Regions from separate parts of the Mus musculus genome. Here all the other regions are linked to region 2. Evidence: chromatin contacts called from public Hi-C and HiChIP or PLAC-seq data. All regions are on one chromosome and are shown on one strand. Each heading gives the region's core, a stretch centred on a gene start, on an enhancer-like site or on the middle of the called end of the contact. The rest is flanking DNA. Distances are from core to core; before and after follow the strand shown. Region 1 holds the start of Caly (calcyon neuron-specific vesicular protein). Region 2 overlaps Kndc1 (kinase non-catalytic C-lobe domain (KIND) containing 1). Region 3 holds the start of Mtg1 (mitochondrial ribosome-associated GTPase 1).

Region 1 (4,787 bases), core at 1,589-4,088, 170 kb after region 2:
ATGCAGATAATGAGCACACACACAATGCACAAGTGAATACAGCAATTTGTTCTAGGTGCATGAACAGGGAAAACCGACACAACAGAGCACTCTAGAGACAGTGCAGAAGCATATTTACAGTCTCAGGAAGAGAAAGATTTCCCCAGCAGTACTCACAGAGGAAAATCTCAATAAAATGACTTTTCATGTTAAAATTAAGAATCCTTGCCTATAAAGACAAGACCTTCAAAGAGGACCTTCAAAGAGGAGAAACAGAAGCCAAAACTGGGAGATAATTGCAGCCCACAAGTGACAACAGGGTTGTTGTGGGTTGAATGATGTCCCCACAAAAAGGACCACAATTTTTAACTCGTAAGTGTCAGTGAAAGAGATGTTTAAGCAGCCCTTACAGTTGTAGTGGAATTAAGATGAGATCACACTAGAATGGGGGGAGATGGGGAGTTATTCCACAGTGGGCACCCTTACAAGAGGATTTGGACATAAGAGGAAGGTTTTCTGCAGATGGTGGCAGGCTGGGGTGATGCAGTGTTATCCAAGACTGCTCAGGACAGCTGAGTCTGGAAGGAGCAAAGGAAGACCCTCTCCTCACCGTTTCAACAGAAACACAGCTCTGGGGAAATCTGGTTTTGGACTTCTTGCCTCCAGGATGGTAAAAGTTGTGGTTATTTTGGACAGACTCCCTCAGAAAGCCAGGAGCCCTCCAGACCTACACGTGACAGAGCCTGAGGAACACAGCGTCAGGGGCAGCTGGGTGCAGAACTTCTCAGGACAAGAAAGTAGAGAAGGAAGGCTGGGTAGGGGATGAGGGAGCGGTGGCTATAAGAGGAGGGAAGGAAGCAGTATCTTCATGCACACCCTCCCTATCTCTGGCAGGCCCTTTAGAACCCGGTCCCTTTGACGCGTGGCATAGGTGACCTAGTGCCTGGCCCAGCCTTAATGGAGTGTCAATAAAGAATTTCCTTATGGGGTGGATCCGGTCCTAGTGAGGCAGCTGGCTCAAGGTTGGCCCTGAGCCCAAGGGGAACCGGACGGCTTAGGGCCCATCCGCTGGGCATTGTGATAGAGATGGATCAGAAATTATAAGGAATATAAACGGCCGGCCAGGTAATACAAGGAGGTAAAAGAACCAGGAAAGAAATCGGAACGGATAGACGATGTCGTCCCAAGCATTCAAGCCTCTACGACAAAAGACCTCTGCCTCCCCAAGAGCTCCGCCTATGGTTGCCTGGGTGATGCAGCGGCCAGGGCTAGTTTACGTCATCTCGGGTTCCCATGGCAACAAAGGCAGGCCTTTCGCTCCCTGTCAAATTTCTAGCCCTCCGTCGTCAGGCAGAACATCGCATCCCAAGAGTGGACAACTCTCACCTTCTCTCAGCACACCAGAAGATTCCATCTAGGATTTTGGGGTTCCCGCTGGGAAGATGATAGGGGTCATAAAGGTTTAGAATTGGGAAGACTTCCTAACATCATCCACGGGTCCTCCCCTCTATCCCACTCTGTCATTTGGTCTCCCGAGAGTTTGTTTTTCATTTTCAGCGCTCTCCGGGGGTGGTGGGGCGGGTATCTCTGATCACGGTCTATGCACCAACAAGACGCTGACGGACAAATATTGGAGGATGCGAATTTTTATTTGAAAACCCATAAAAGCTGGGTTAGAGGTCACAGACTCACGTTCACACGGACCCTTTCATGCTGCGTCACACAGAAGTGCACATTGGTGGGGGCTCGTGCTCTCCTCTTACGACGCTGCCGCAGTGCCCACCCTGGTCTGCTTGCACCCAAGCCTTTTAGGTCATAGATGTTTGCCTCCAGTTTGAACGGCTGTTGTTCTGTGGGGCCCAAGCAAAGAGGGACAGAGAGGAGGGGCACAGCTGCTTGTGGCTCCCGACACTCACCAGCCACCTGTGGCCCAGCATCTAGAGCCAAGCCCCGCGGCAGGTGGTTTGAGACAAATGGCTATCATACCTCCTACCATCCTTTAACCTTCACTCAGCGACCCCCATCAGGCCCTAACGCTCAATGTTCTGGGCAACACCCCTTCTGCTAATCCCTTTCTCTCCATCGAGCTGTTTCCTTTTTTAACACCCAGCACCCAGCAGTCAGACCCGAACAGGAGCTGACGGTTTTGCCCCTGGGCCACCTTGGAGATGCACAGCTCCCACTGGCTCTCCCAGACCTGCAGAGGTGGAGCCAGCCCACAAGGAGGGGGTCTGCAGTCACCATGAACTGGGCGAGATGAGGTCCAGCTGTCCCGCCGCCCCTGCTACCCTACTATGCCCAGGATAAGGATTTGCAGCTTCATATGGGGTTTGTGCAGGCTGAGCAGCCATAATTCTTCCTAATGTCCAGGCTGCCACTGGCCTGTAGGGGTTTCTCGACATACCTTGAGGTCTAGGGACCTTTCCATCCACCTCAAGCCAGCAGAGCTGCTGCCCCCAACTGTCCCGAGAGGTCTAATGACCACCCTCCACCGGAGCCAGCGGGGCCAACCTGACTTCTAGTGGAGACCACAGGAAGGAGATGGCTGTGCTCCACCGCTCTGGCAGACATCGGATCAGTCAAATCACTCCCACATAGACTCTCAACCCCTACACCCATATCTTTGCACGTACATCCCACAGACGCACAGTCACACACTCTTGCACCCGCCCCCTTCCTCGCACCTCTCACATCCCTGCACCCTTGCACACCCACGCACACATGCTGGCCCCCTCGTCCCCATTCCAAAAGGAGAAACGTGGAAATGGCTCACAGGCAGTTGCTGCAGGACGCAGTCGCGGGAGGACAGGGATGCAGTGTAGATGCGGAGGATGCAGTTCCAGGCGCTTCACCACCAGGCGGGGCGGGCTAGGGGCTGAAGCCTGAGAGCGAGGCTGTGGTTGCCATGGAGATGCAGGCTGGAGGAGGGACCACTGTGGCTCAGGTGGCCTCACACCCCCTCCCACGGCAGATCTCTGCACTGTCTCTTATCACACTCACACACCTGACACAAGCACTTCACACACCCACGAAATACATTTCACATACTTGATACACACTTCACCCTCCCATACGCACATATTGCTTGCTTTCTTTCTTTCTTTCTTCCTTCCTTCCTTTCTTTCTTTCTTCCTTCCTTCCTTCCTTCCTTCCTTCCTTTCTTTCTTTCTTTCTTTCTTTCTTTTTTTTTGTTGTTGATTTTTGTTTATTTGTTTGTTTTTTGTTTTTCAAGACAGGGTTTCTCTGTGTAGCCCTGGCTGTCCTGGAACTCATTCTGTAGACCAGGCCTCAAACTCAGAAATCCACCGCCTCTGCCTCCCAAGTGCTGGGATTAAAGACGTGCGCCACCACTGCCCGGCTACATATTGCTAAGACACACTTCATACACAATTTACACCCCTGACACACACAGCATGCAAAGGCATACATCACACCAGTTCTCACATCTCATGTCACTTCACTGCAGGGGGGCAACCAGGAGACCAGAGGAGCCCTGGCTGCTCCTCCAGCTGGGATTCCAGGGGTTAAGGGAGAGCCTGTTCCTTCCCCTGAGATCTCACAATAGAAGCTGGGGTCAGGACAGCTGTGGTTGGCCTCTGACCTAGAGGGCGCTCCTCTAGACGCCTTTCCATGTCTGAATTTCTGGGCTGGAAGCTTTCCTAGGACTGGCCTTGTCTTGCTTGGTCACTGGTGCCTGAATAATGGTAATATGCAGAAGGCACTGGACAGATGTTTAGTTGATAGTATGCCTCGCTTCACACAGGGCATCTCTAGTGGCCGTGCTTCTCCTGGTCTTCCGCTCGAGGCAGCAGTACTCTCTGTTCACAGTTCTGTCTTGCTGTTGACTGGAATCCGCCTTAAAAAAGATTTATTTATTTATTTTATGTATATGAGTACACTGTAGCTGTACTGATGGTTGTGAGCCATCATGTGGTTGCTGGGAATTTGAATTCAGGACCTCTGCTCACTCTGGTGGAGCCCACTCAATCCAGCCTAAAGATTTATTTATTATTATACAAAAGTAAACTGTAGCTGTCTTCAGACACACCAGAAGAGGGCATCAGATCTTATTACGGATGGTTGTGAGTCACCATGTATTTGAACTCAGGACCTTCAGAAGAACAGTCAAGTGCTCTTAACCGCTGAGCCATCTCTCCAGCCCTGACTGGAACCCTCTTGCTGTCGTGAATCACGGCTTGTCCGCAGACAGGTATCTGAATTGTTCTCCTTTGTGTCTGTTGCATGACATGTAACAACATTCCTGACCAAGTCTTCGTTAGACACATGCTTCTATTGCTCTTGGGTAGATGCTGGAAAGTGCAACTGTGGTGAGCTGTCAACATGGGTGCTGGGAACTGAACTCTGGACCAATCCAAGAGCATCAAGTGTCCTTAATAATGTTGCCACTTCTCCAGGCCCAACATTTAACTTTTAAAGAAAATGCTAAACTGTTTTACCCAAAGTGGCTGTACTATTTTTGTTCCCATTATTGGTTCTCCATATTCATCAATATTTGCTATTGTCTCATTATCGACATTGGCATCATCCTGCCAGTCTGTAATAACAAACTGCCACAGACTAAAATTAGTCTTACTATTCTGGAGGCCAAAGCTCTGAGATCAAGGTGCTGGTGAAGGTCCTGCTGAAAGCCTGCTCCTCCACTTCTGTAGAGAGTATCTGTCAGTGTCCTAATCTACTCTTAAAGGACATCGATCATACTGGATTAGAGCCTACTTGAAGATCCCATCTTTACTTCTTCCTCCTCCTCTTCTTCTCCTACTTCTTTTTCTCCTCTTCCTTCTCCTCCT
Region 2 (4,844 bases), core at 1,823-4,322:
CATCTGTACACTGATGAGAGCTTGAAGAATTCCCATGGGAAGTGTGGTTACTTAAAGAGATGCAGGGTCCATGATGCAGACAATCCATGTTGTCTGGGCCAGGGATGCACACATATTCTCAGCCACCATCACAACACCATCTTCTAGATGAATAAACAGATGTGTAGGTAGCTGGGTAACCTGTGCAGGGGAAGGCAGTGCCAAAGGCAAAGGGTTGAGGTCTCTCCTTTGGAACAGAACACAGCAGACCAATGAGCTTAGCTTTCACCTGAACCATCTGGTCAGCCTCCCTCAGACAGAGAATGATCAGGGCCCTGCAGACTTCAGACTCCCACATAAGAATGGCCCAGAGCTGGGAGCCCTCACCTCAGGTTCAAGGCTCATTGTTCCCACCTGAGGATACAGCGATCCACCAAGAGCAGTGCAGATGAGCTGGAGAGCAAAGAGCCATGGGTCTGACCTAACATGTCAACCCCTGCTATGCACAGGGCCAGTGGATAGCATCTTGGGTGAAGGATGGCCTCAGAAAGCATCTGCTAACAGGCACTTCTGTGGTGACCTTGTTTCCAGACTGTCAGGTGGCCTCCACAGGCAGGAACTATCTCTTCTAGGCTCCATTAGTTCCTTTCACTTGAAGATGTGTTAAAATACGCGTAAACACGACATCTACCATTTAATCATCTCTATGCCTGAGCTCTGCCTCCAGCCCACACTGACTCCCCTCCACCCCTCTCCACAGTCTCACCGCCTTCTACACTTTTTGCCTTTACAGATACAACCTCATGTGTGAAATCAAAAAACCTTCTGTTCTGTTGTCTTGTTTCACTCAGCATAATGTCCTCAAGGTTCACCAATAGTCAACACCGCAGTGCTCCTCCTCTTCCTCCTCCTCCTCCTCTCCCTCCTCCTCCTCTTCCTCCTCCTCCTCTTCTTCCTCCTCCTCTTCCTCCTCCTCCTCTTCTTCCTCCTCCTCTTCCTCCTCCTCCTCTCTTCCCTCCTCTCCTTCTTCCATCCCCCACCCCTTCTCTTTTTCCTTCTCATCTCATGGTGCCCAAACAGTCCCGGAACTCACTGTGGAGTCAAGAATAAGCTTGAGTTCTTGGTCCTCCTGCCTCTGCCTCTCAAATGCTAGGATTACAGGTGTGTACCGCCACACCCAGTTCCTGAATGGTCTTATTTCCCTGGGCCACGCCATCAGAAATGGTTAAAACATTAAGTTTTACACGATGTGTTTAAAACACAAGCTCACAGAAGTAAAAACACTCCTCCTTTTAAAGGCTGAGCGGTGCTCTAATAGTCTGTCCCACGGATGGGCCACACTTCTATTAACCTTTATTTTAATGTATAAGTATGGATGTTTTGCCTGCACGTGTGACTGTGCACCATGTGCATGCCTGGTACCCATGGGGGACAGAAAAAGGCATCAGATTCCCTGGATCTGGAGTTACAGAAGGTTGTGAGCTACTGTGTGGGTGCTGGGAATTGAGTTATCCAAGAGTATCAGGTGATCTTAACCACGGAGCCAACTCTCCAGCCCCTGAACCACATTTCTTTATCCACTCATCTACTCCTGGGGATTTGAACTGCTTTCCCTTTTTGGATCTGGTGAGTGGTGAAAGGTCTTGAACCTGAGTGGTCTGCTGTCCACTCCAGTTTCCTTTCAGATCTTAGGGGTACCCAGTGTTGTATCTTGAGGTAATTCTCTGTACTTTCTCGGAGGATCTGCCATCTTCTCTCATGGCAACTGTACCAGCTCATGGGTGAGGGCTCCTGTTTCTCCATACACTTACCCACACTCGTGTTTAATTTGGAGAACTTTTCCAGCCCCTGGCATAGGGGGGATACTGCAAGTAGAAACAGAAGCACTAAGCGCACATCTTTCTCCGTGGAAACCCTTCCTTGACATCAGGTGGACAAAGCGTTCTTATGTAACCCTTCTTTTCCACAGAGCCTGTCCCTGAAGGACCTTCTGTCTAAGCTAGGCCGGCCCTTCAGGGAGTACGAGCTGTGGGCACTGTGCCTCTCCTGCCTTAGCACTCTGCAGACACACAAGGAGCACCCAGGTGATGGGTCACCCTGCTCTCCTTGAGCCCTGAGCCCAAAAGCTGGGGAGGGAGAAAAGGGAGTGGGAGAATGGCTGCTGTGACACTGCAACCTCTTAGCCTGGAGTCTGGAGAATGTGAAGGGCCCAACCTACTTCACCCAGCCATTTCCAGGGGCAGAGCAATATGGACCATGTCCCCACCCATCCTCCCGTTTATTCTTAATTCGATGAGGGTGATATACCCTAACAGTGTTCCTAGGCAACTGTTGGCTAGAATGGCCAGCCCTCCAGTGTCTGTCCAGTCTTGACAGGTTTTTCTGGGGTCTCTGTGTGGTCTGGAATCCCCTGATGCTGGCAAGGGAGCTGCCCACACACGGCTGCATACTTGATCCGCTCTGTTGCAGCTCACCTGTGCCTGGACAACGTGTTGGTGGCCGAGGACGGGACAGTGTTCTTCGGACCGCCCCCTGCCAATGGTACACAAGGGTCACTCTCGGGGGCAGAGAACCAGAGCGGGTTCCCCAAGGAAGGAAGAATAACCAAACTGTGGTTGCCTTTCTAGGCGCCTACAACTCACTCTTCTTGGCTCCCGAAGTGTCAGAAGAGAAGCTGGTGACAGAGAAGGTAACCAACCACATCACCTCTCTCGCTCCATCCTCACCCTCTGCCCAGTGGATCGCGGGGCCAGATGGCCTAAACGTGGCACCCATCTTACTCGCGGGGCTACTGTAGCTGCGTTCACTGATGTCTTCTGAGTCATGGGCGTGCCCTGGGACGCTGGGCGGGACGAGCTCCAGTCCGAGGGCGTAGACCCGCCGCCACTAACAAGCTAATATAATAGGCTCTTATAAATTTTAAATTAAATGAACTAAATTACACTCAGAACCTAATGCAGCCCCCACCCTGGGAATCAGGTCAGCTGATCCTCCAGGCTTTGGCTTATCTGGTACTCGACAAGGCAGGGACCAGGTCTTGGGAGGGAATGGGCGGAGCAATATAGAAGGCGGGGCCATGGGGGGCGGGTGGGAGGAGTGAAGGAGCAGGGTGATACCAGACAGGGCCGAGCAAACCAAGGTTTTTTCAGTCTCCTATGCTGGACCCTGCTACTAAAGAAGTGGCACCTGGAAAACTCCGCAAAGGTAAAGGGAGCCTCCCCGGGGTCAGGCTTACTAGCCAGAGGGCCAGGAAGGAGCAAGTGACTTCAGCTGGCCTGCCTGCTCCTTTTGCTTGCACAATGTGTCTGGGGTCCATTGGCCAGCCTAGACCTGAGACCCTGAGAGCAACAGAGGTGTGCTGGCCTTGGCTGCCCATGCTGAGGAGTCACCCACGACGGTGCGGGGAAGCTAGGACTATAGACATGTGGACAAGGAAAAGAAATGAGATCAAAATTTGAACAGGCCCGAGAAGCTTGCCCTAGAAAACCAAGCATTCATGGCATCAGAATTCTAGAAGGAAAGAAAACTGTGGGCGAGGCAGAAGAGTAATCAGTGAGTGAGTAATGAATGAAAAATATCCAATTGTGTCAAAACACATAAGCCTACCACTCAAGAAACGGAAAAGAAGGGGATTAACCTAAAGAAACCAACGCTATGTTGTAGTGAAACCCCTCGGAAAGCTGAAGGTCAAAAGAGAAACAGTTTATCTATGTTCGGGGTAAACGGTTCAAATGGCAACTGAGTTCCTACCTGATGACCTTAAAAGTGGAAACCTTTTACCTAGAGTCCTCTGTTCCGCAAAACCCCTATGTGTCAAGAAGCTCTCAGAAGGAAAAACAAAAAGAACTAAAAATGTATCACAGACAAGAGTAGTTAGTGCCGTGGGTTCTAAAGAGCCAAAAGAAAGACTGGGCTTGCAAAATGGTTGATTCAGTGGCTAAAGCGCTTGCCGAGTAAAGCCCGGCAGTTAAGTCTGGATCCAAGCCCTAGAGTGAAGGGGTTCCGTAGAGAAATCTCGCACCACAGATTTCACACACACACCATCCACACGCAATAATAATATGGTTTTGGAGCCGTGTGTGTGTGTGTGTGTGTGTGTGTGTGTGTGTGTGTGTAGTATAAAGACTGAGCTGGAGAGATGGCTTGGTGGCTCAGAGCAAGTAGAGTTTTATTTGTAGCAGCCACAGCAGGTAGCTTCTCCGGTAACAGCTCCGGGGTATCAGATAACAGCTTCATTTGTTTATAAATGTCTGTGGAGGAAATACTTAATCAAAAGTGGGAGAGGCGAGCTGGATGCAGACTTGGAGGACGTTGACAATGATCCACTGTGCAAACAAGCCACTAGGAAGCAGTCTGATAGACAAAGGGATGCCCTAGAAACAGGGCAGGTGAAGCAGACGGAACGGGGAGCCAGAGAAGCAGGAAAAGAGAAAGCACGCAAAGCAGAGATGGCAGAGGGAGGGGCGTTTGCAAGCACCAGGACGGCAGGAGACACCACAAGCAGCGTCCTCACGTGCTTGGCTGAGATGGACACAAACTCCACAGCTCAGCCAACGTGAAGGAGATTGCTGTGATGGCCCAGAGCTACCAAGGGACTTGGGCTTAGAATCTGAAGACTCTTGTGCAGTGGCTCGCAACCTTCCTCATGCTGAGACCCTTTAATACAGTTCCTCACGTTGTGGTGACTTCCAACCACACATTATTTTCATTGCTACTTCATAACTGTAATTTTGCTACTGTTATGAATCATAATGTAAATTTTAGAGATGGGGTTTGCCGAAGAGGTCTTAGCCCACAGGCAAAAAAAGAAAGAAAGGAAGGAAGGAAGAAGGAAGGAAGGAAGGAAGGAAGGAAGGAAGAAAGAA
Region 3 (4,511 bases), core at 146-2,645, 220 kb after region 2:
TTGTATTAATGGGAATGTAGTCGGTATTTATAACAGTTACATTAAAATGTCACACTTGAAAATGGAGGCATTACAGGTGTGTGTGTGTGTGTGTGTGTGTGTGTGTGTGTGTAACACTTGAAAGTTCTAAGGCAGGCCCGGGAACTGATAGGGGACAACTCAATTTCCTTACATTGATTTATATGAGTATACGAGGGAGAAAGACGACTTTTTTTAGACTGCCTCATGAAGCTCAGGCTGACCCTGAGTTCCTGACCCTCTTGCCTCAAATCTCTCATATGCTAGGATTACTGGTGTGTGCTGTCACACCTGCCTGAGTTTTGGTAGCGTAGGCTACAAAGTGAGATATTGTCTCAAAAGGAAGAAAAATGTGCCTAGATTTTAAGTTTAAATTTCTAGGCCAATTTCCCACCATGGAGAAGCCACATCTTCATTGCCAGCAGCCCAATTTCTTCTGGCTTCCCTATGAAACCCTAGAATCTTGGGCATGCTAGGCCAGGCCAGCTTGTTATCCTCCATGCTATATATCCTCAAACCTGAAAGATTTGGAATATAGTGAAAAATCTCCAGATTGGGACTGGAGAGATGGCTTGGAGGTTAAGAATGATTGCTGCTATTGCACAGGACTGAAGTTCAATTCTCAGCACCCAGTCAAACAACTCAAAAGCCCCTGTAATTCCAGGTCCAGAGGATCCACTGGCTTCTGGGCGTATCCGCTAACACATGGCATACACAGACACTTCAAATAAAAATATAAAGGGCCCCCAATGGAGGAGCTAGAGAAAGCACCCAAGGAACTAAAGGGAACTGCAACCCTATAGGTGGAACAACAATATGAACTAACTAGTACCCCGGAGCTCTTGTCTCTAGCTGCATATGTATCAAAAGATGGCCCAGTAGGCCATCACTGGAAAGAGAGGCCCATTAGACTTGCAAACTTTATATGCCCCAGTACAGGGGAACGCCAGGGCAAAAAAAGGGGAGTGGGAAGGTGGGTATGGGGAACTTTTGGGATAGCATTGGAAATGTAAATGAGGAAAATACCTATTAAAAATGAGAAAAAATATAAATAAATGAAATTGAGTCTTTTTGTTGTTGTTTTTCTCTGTCTTACCATGTAGCACTGGCTCTGGAATCCACCAGGCTGGTCTCAAGCACACTGAGAGCCACTTACTGGCCTCTGCCTCTGGTGCTGGGGATAAAAAGTGTGCGCAACCACAACATAAGAGCAAATATAATATTTTATATATATATATCGTCTTTCCAAAAGAAAAAAAAGGAGACTATCTTCAAATCCCTGAAAAGAACCTCACATAAGCTCAGGAATCCTGAGAATGGAGCACTACCGGGCCAACCCCGTGCCCCTGCTTATCCCAGAGTGCTCGAGTCAGGCGCATGCGCAGTCGCGCACGGAACCCAGGCGCGCCGGAACCCTGTGAGCAGATCCAGGCCCTGGCGGAGGCGGTCCGACTGCGAACTCTTCCGACACCAGTGACATGAGGCTGTGGCCGCAGGCATGGGGTGCCGTCCGGGGCGCTTGGCGCGAGTGCTTCCCTCTGCAAGGTCACGATGTAGCACGCTGGTTCCCCGGCCACATGGCCAAGGGTGAGGCCAGCATGGGCTGCAGGCGGCACGGGCGCCGGTCCTGGCGGTTCCTTGGTTCGCCTTCCTGGCATCGGGTTGGAGAGCTGTTTTGTGCTTGATACTTTTGAGACGCACTGAGTGGTCCCTTTAAGTCACATGCAAGCTGATGTCTGAGTTTATAGGTCACAACTTGGCCCCAGGCAGCTGTAGACGTAGTGCGGTCCTAGGCTGCTGTTTGCTGTGGTCTTGGCTGCCGCAGCCATGCGAGATTATAGTGTGTGGCAGAAAAGGCGCCGGGAGTGTGAGTGGACAGGTGGCAGTTGCGGTGCGGAGCCTCAGTGTTTCTGTGCAGTGAGGGTATTAAGTCCGCACAGTATCAGGAACTTCCTGATTAAGACCATCTTGTGTGAAATGTACCTTCCAGAACCATCGGGGCACCGTGGAACGTGGCTCAGAATGCTGCCTCCTTTAACCCTGTGTGCACTGATGGTTCTCAGATGTATTCCCCTAGGAGAACTTAAACTTGCCCCCTTTGGCTGTTTCCTTAGTGCCCCTCTATTTTCTAGGACTAAAGAAGATGCAGAGCAGTCTGAAGTCGGTGGATTGTGTTATCGAGGTTCATGACGCCAGGATATCCTTTTACGCTGTAGAGGGGAGCACCTCTGCTCGACTGTAAAGGCAGCAGCAGGATGCTTTCCTGGTTCCTCTCCATCTCCTTCAGACAGTTTAGTCTGCTCTGCCTCTGGTCCATCATTATGTCTACAGCTGCGACAGCTTCTTTTGTAATTACTGGGACATAAAGCAGTGTTTTCCAATTCTCATTACACATTAGAGTTCCCGGGAGGCTTTTACATCAATAGCTAGGGCCCTTTTAGATCAGAATCTCCCTCGTGGGGTCTAGGCTGGTGTTTTTATTTTTAGGCTCCCATCTGATATCTCTCCCCCCCCCCCCCCCCCAGACAGGGTTTCTCTTTATAGCCCTGGCTGTCCTGGAACTCACTCTGTAGACCAGGCTGACCTTGAACTCAGAAATCCGCCTGCCTCTGCCTCCCAAGTGCTGGGATTAAAGGCGTGTGCCACTACGCCCGGCCCATCTGATATCTTATTTGTCTCAGCCTCTTGTTTACTTTGATATTTTTAGGGGTAAATTATGAAACCGGAGATGAAATGATCCTACTAACCTGTCCTTTCCTCTTGTCCTTAATTGAAGAATTGGCAAGTTACAATCATGTCTACTGGCAGGTGCTTCTCAGACTGTTTGTTGCATTTAAGCTGTGTTTGGTTTCTGTTGGCATGTGAGTTTTTCATCCTGCTTACTTAGCCTTAGAAGAGCGTGGGGATGCCAGACCACCAGGCCCCTGGAACAGCAGCTGGTGGTGGGCGTGGGGACCTGCTGCCACTGGTGGTAGTCTCTGGAAATAGTCATGGAGAATAGGAACTATTTCAGCCTTCAGAGAACTTCAGGAACTTTAGCAATAATACATCTGGTGTATTTGTTTTAGGCTATACATGTCTACTCATCTAATATCACCTGCTGCCAGATGTGACCACCACCACCACCACCACCACCGCCAACCACCACTATTGACATAGGGTCTAACACTGTAGTCTTGACTGGCCTGAAGCTCACTATGTAGACCAGGATGACCTGGAACTCACATAGATCTGTGTGCAAGGAGTAAAGTTGTGTCCACCATTCCTCCCAATATTTGATTATTTAAAAAGTAAAACTTTGTTATTTTCAGCATGTATGATGAGAGAACTGTCCTCCTTCAGTCTCTGGAACACTTAACTGAATCTAGGATGTGGCAGGAGGTCTGTGCTGGGTAGCGGTTTCTGTAGCATCTTAGGACAGGAGCCTGGAGACTTGGGTTTGTGAATGGATTGGTCAGCTGTGAAAGAGGGACTATCTAGATGGAGGTAGCAGCTTAACTGGGTGCCAGATGGGACAGGCAGAGGCCTTAGGATCCTTGTACCAGATCCTACTGGGAGGGCTGAAGGGGCAGAAGCCCCATTCTGCCTATGTCACATGGTGGAGTCCCACATCAGACTGGGATAGCTGAGGATAGCTGTGGGCAGCAGCATCTCCAGTGAGGATGGGTGGTGTTTGAGGTTATCTGGGTGGGATTTCACAGGAGTCACCATTTCTTAAATGTTCGGGCCATTTCACTTTCAATTTAAATTCCTTGGGATCCAAACAATGGCTTCTCTTCGAACTTTGGTTTTATTCTTTTCACCATCTGCTTGAGAAGTTAGGTGACAGTCCCTTCCCTAAATCACACCCTTCACAAGCTGCAACATGAGGGTTGGCCTCCCAAGTCTGGGGGCAGGAAGATGGGTTGTATGGTTGCACTTGCTCTGAGATGGGCTTCTTTGTTTGTATCTCCTGGTGGACTAGCCACTGGTAAACTCTGTAGGGATTATGCCTTAACATCATCAGCACATCCCATTTTCAGGTCGAAACCCTCTGTTCCAAGAGCTGCTTGGTCTGAAACCGCATCTGCTTGTCCTCAACAAAATGGACTTGGCAGATCTTACAGAGCAGCAGGTGAGCTCCTTCTCACAGATGCCAGCAGCAACGTGACAGAGCCACAGACACAGAGGAGTTCTGTGATGCCCCCGGGGAGGCTGTAACTTAAAACAACTTCTGGCTTTGATGGAGGCGTCTGGCCTGGCTTTTTAGCAACAGCTGATTCCCTCAGTATGAAAGTATCACCTAAGTGCTCACGATGGGCACACCTCCTGTGGGAAGTGGGTTGGTGTGCTGTGGGACCTCTGGGGACCACTACAGCCACTTTGTACCCTCAACCTTTCTGATGGATGCTCTGTCCACCTTGTCCCATGTAGGCACATGTGACCACTGAAGCAAAGGGGGCTGATTACATTTTACTTAGCTCTAACTAATTGGGAGATTCGCAAGGTTAATG

The links. Hi-C and Micro-C count contacts between places; a contact is called where the count stands out from the background. HiChIP or PLAC-seq counts read pairs in DNA pulled down with a chosen protein or histone mark.
Region 1: an H3K4me3 HiChIP or PLAC-seq map of embryonic stem cells shows a contact between it and region 2, with 12 read pairs. The contact joins the promoter of Caly here to the enhancer-like site in region 2. A contact is called at or near these places in 8 of 39 promoter capture datasets (the 3T3-L1 cell line, the HPC-7 cell line, HPC-7-derived erythroid cells and 4 more), 11 of 484 Hi-C or Micro-C datasets (embryonic stem cells, epiblasts, morula and 2 more), 5 of 115 datasets of contacts at active chromatin or transcription factors (embryonic stem cells and pancreatic cancer cells) and 3 of 9 other capture datasets (adipose tissue, liver and pancreatic islet).
Region 3: a Hi-C map of regulatory T cells shows a contact between it and region 2, with 1.6 times the contacts expected there. The contact joins the promoter of Mtg1 here to the enhancer-like site in region 2. A contact is called at or near these places in 3 of 39 promoter capture datasets (embryonic stem cells and hippocampal neurons), 1 of 15 datasets of contacts at CTCF or cohesin (CD8 T cells), 21 of 484 Hi-C or Micro-C datasets (B cells, the Ba/F3 cell line, the C2C12 cell line and 11 more), 3 of 115 datasets of contacts at active chromatin or transcription factors (bone marrow-derived dendritic cells, effector CD8 T cells and embryonic stem cells) and 2 of 9 other capture datasets (adipose tissue and liver).

What each region holds. Positions count from the first base shown.
Region 1 is chr7:140,079,710-140,084,496 of GRCm38.p6, forward strand. Caly (calcyon neuron-specific vesicular protein) reads right to left here and starts at 2,839. Exons shown (of 5, transcript NM_001190385.1): 1 at 2,753-2,839.
Region 2 is chr7:139,911,534-139,916,377 of GRCm38.p6, forward strand. Kndc1 (kinase non-catalytic C-lobe domain (KIND) containing 1) reads left to right here. Exons shown (of 31, transcript NM_177261.4): 7 at 1,949-2,063; 8 at 2,449-2,520; 9 at 2,607-2,668. Among named protein-coding and RNA genes, the nearest start is that of Kndc1, 19 kb to the left of the region's middle. Within about 2 kb of position 3,073, at least 41 of the 459 cell types and tissues checked have an H3K27ac peak or open chromatin away from gene starts, as enhancers often do. A contact at or near this core is called in Th1 cells, embryonic stem cells, epiblasts and 2 more, where this site is marked.
Region 3 is chr7:140,136,169-140,140,679 of GRCm38.p6, forward strand. Mtg1 (mitochondrial ribosome-associated GTPase 1) reads left to right here and starts at 1,396. Exons shown (of 11, transcript NM_199301.2): 1 at 1,396-1,605; 2 at 2,151-2,215; 3 at 4,028-4,132. The coding sequence starts at 1,497.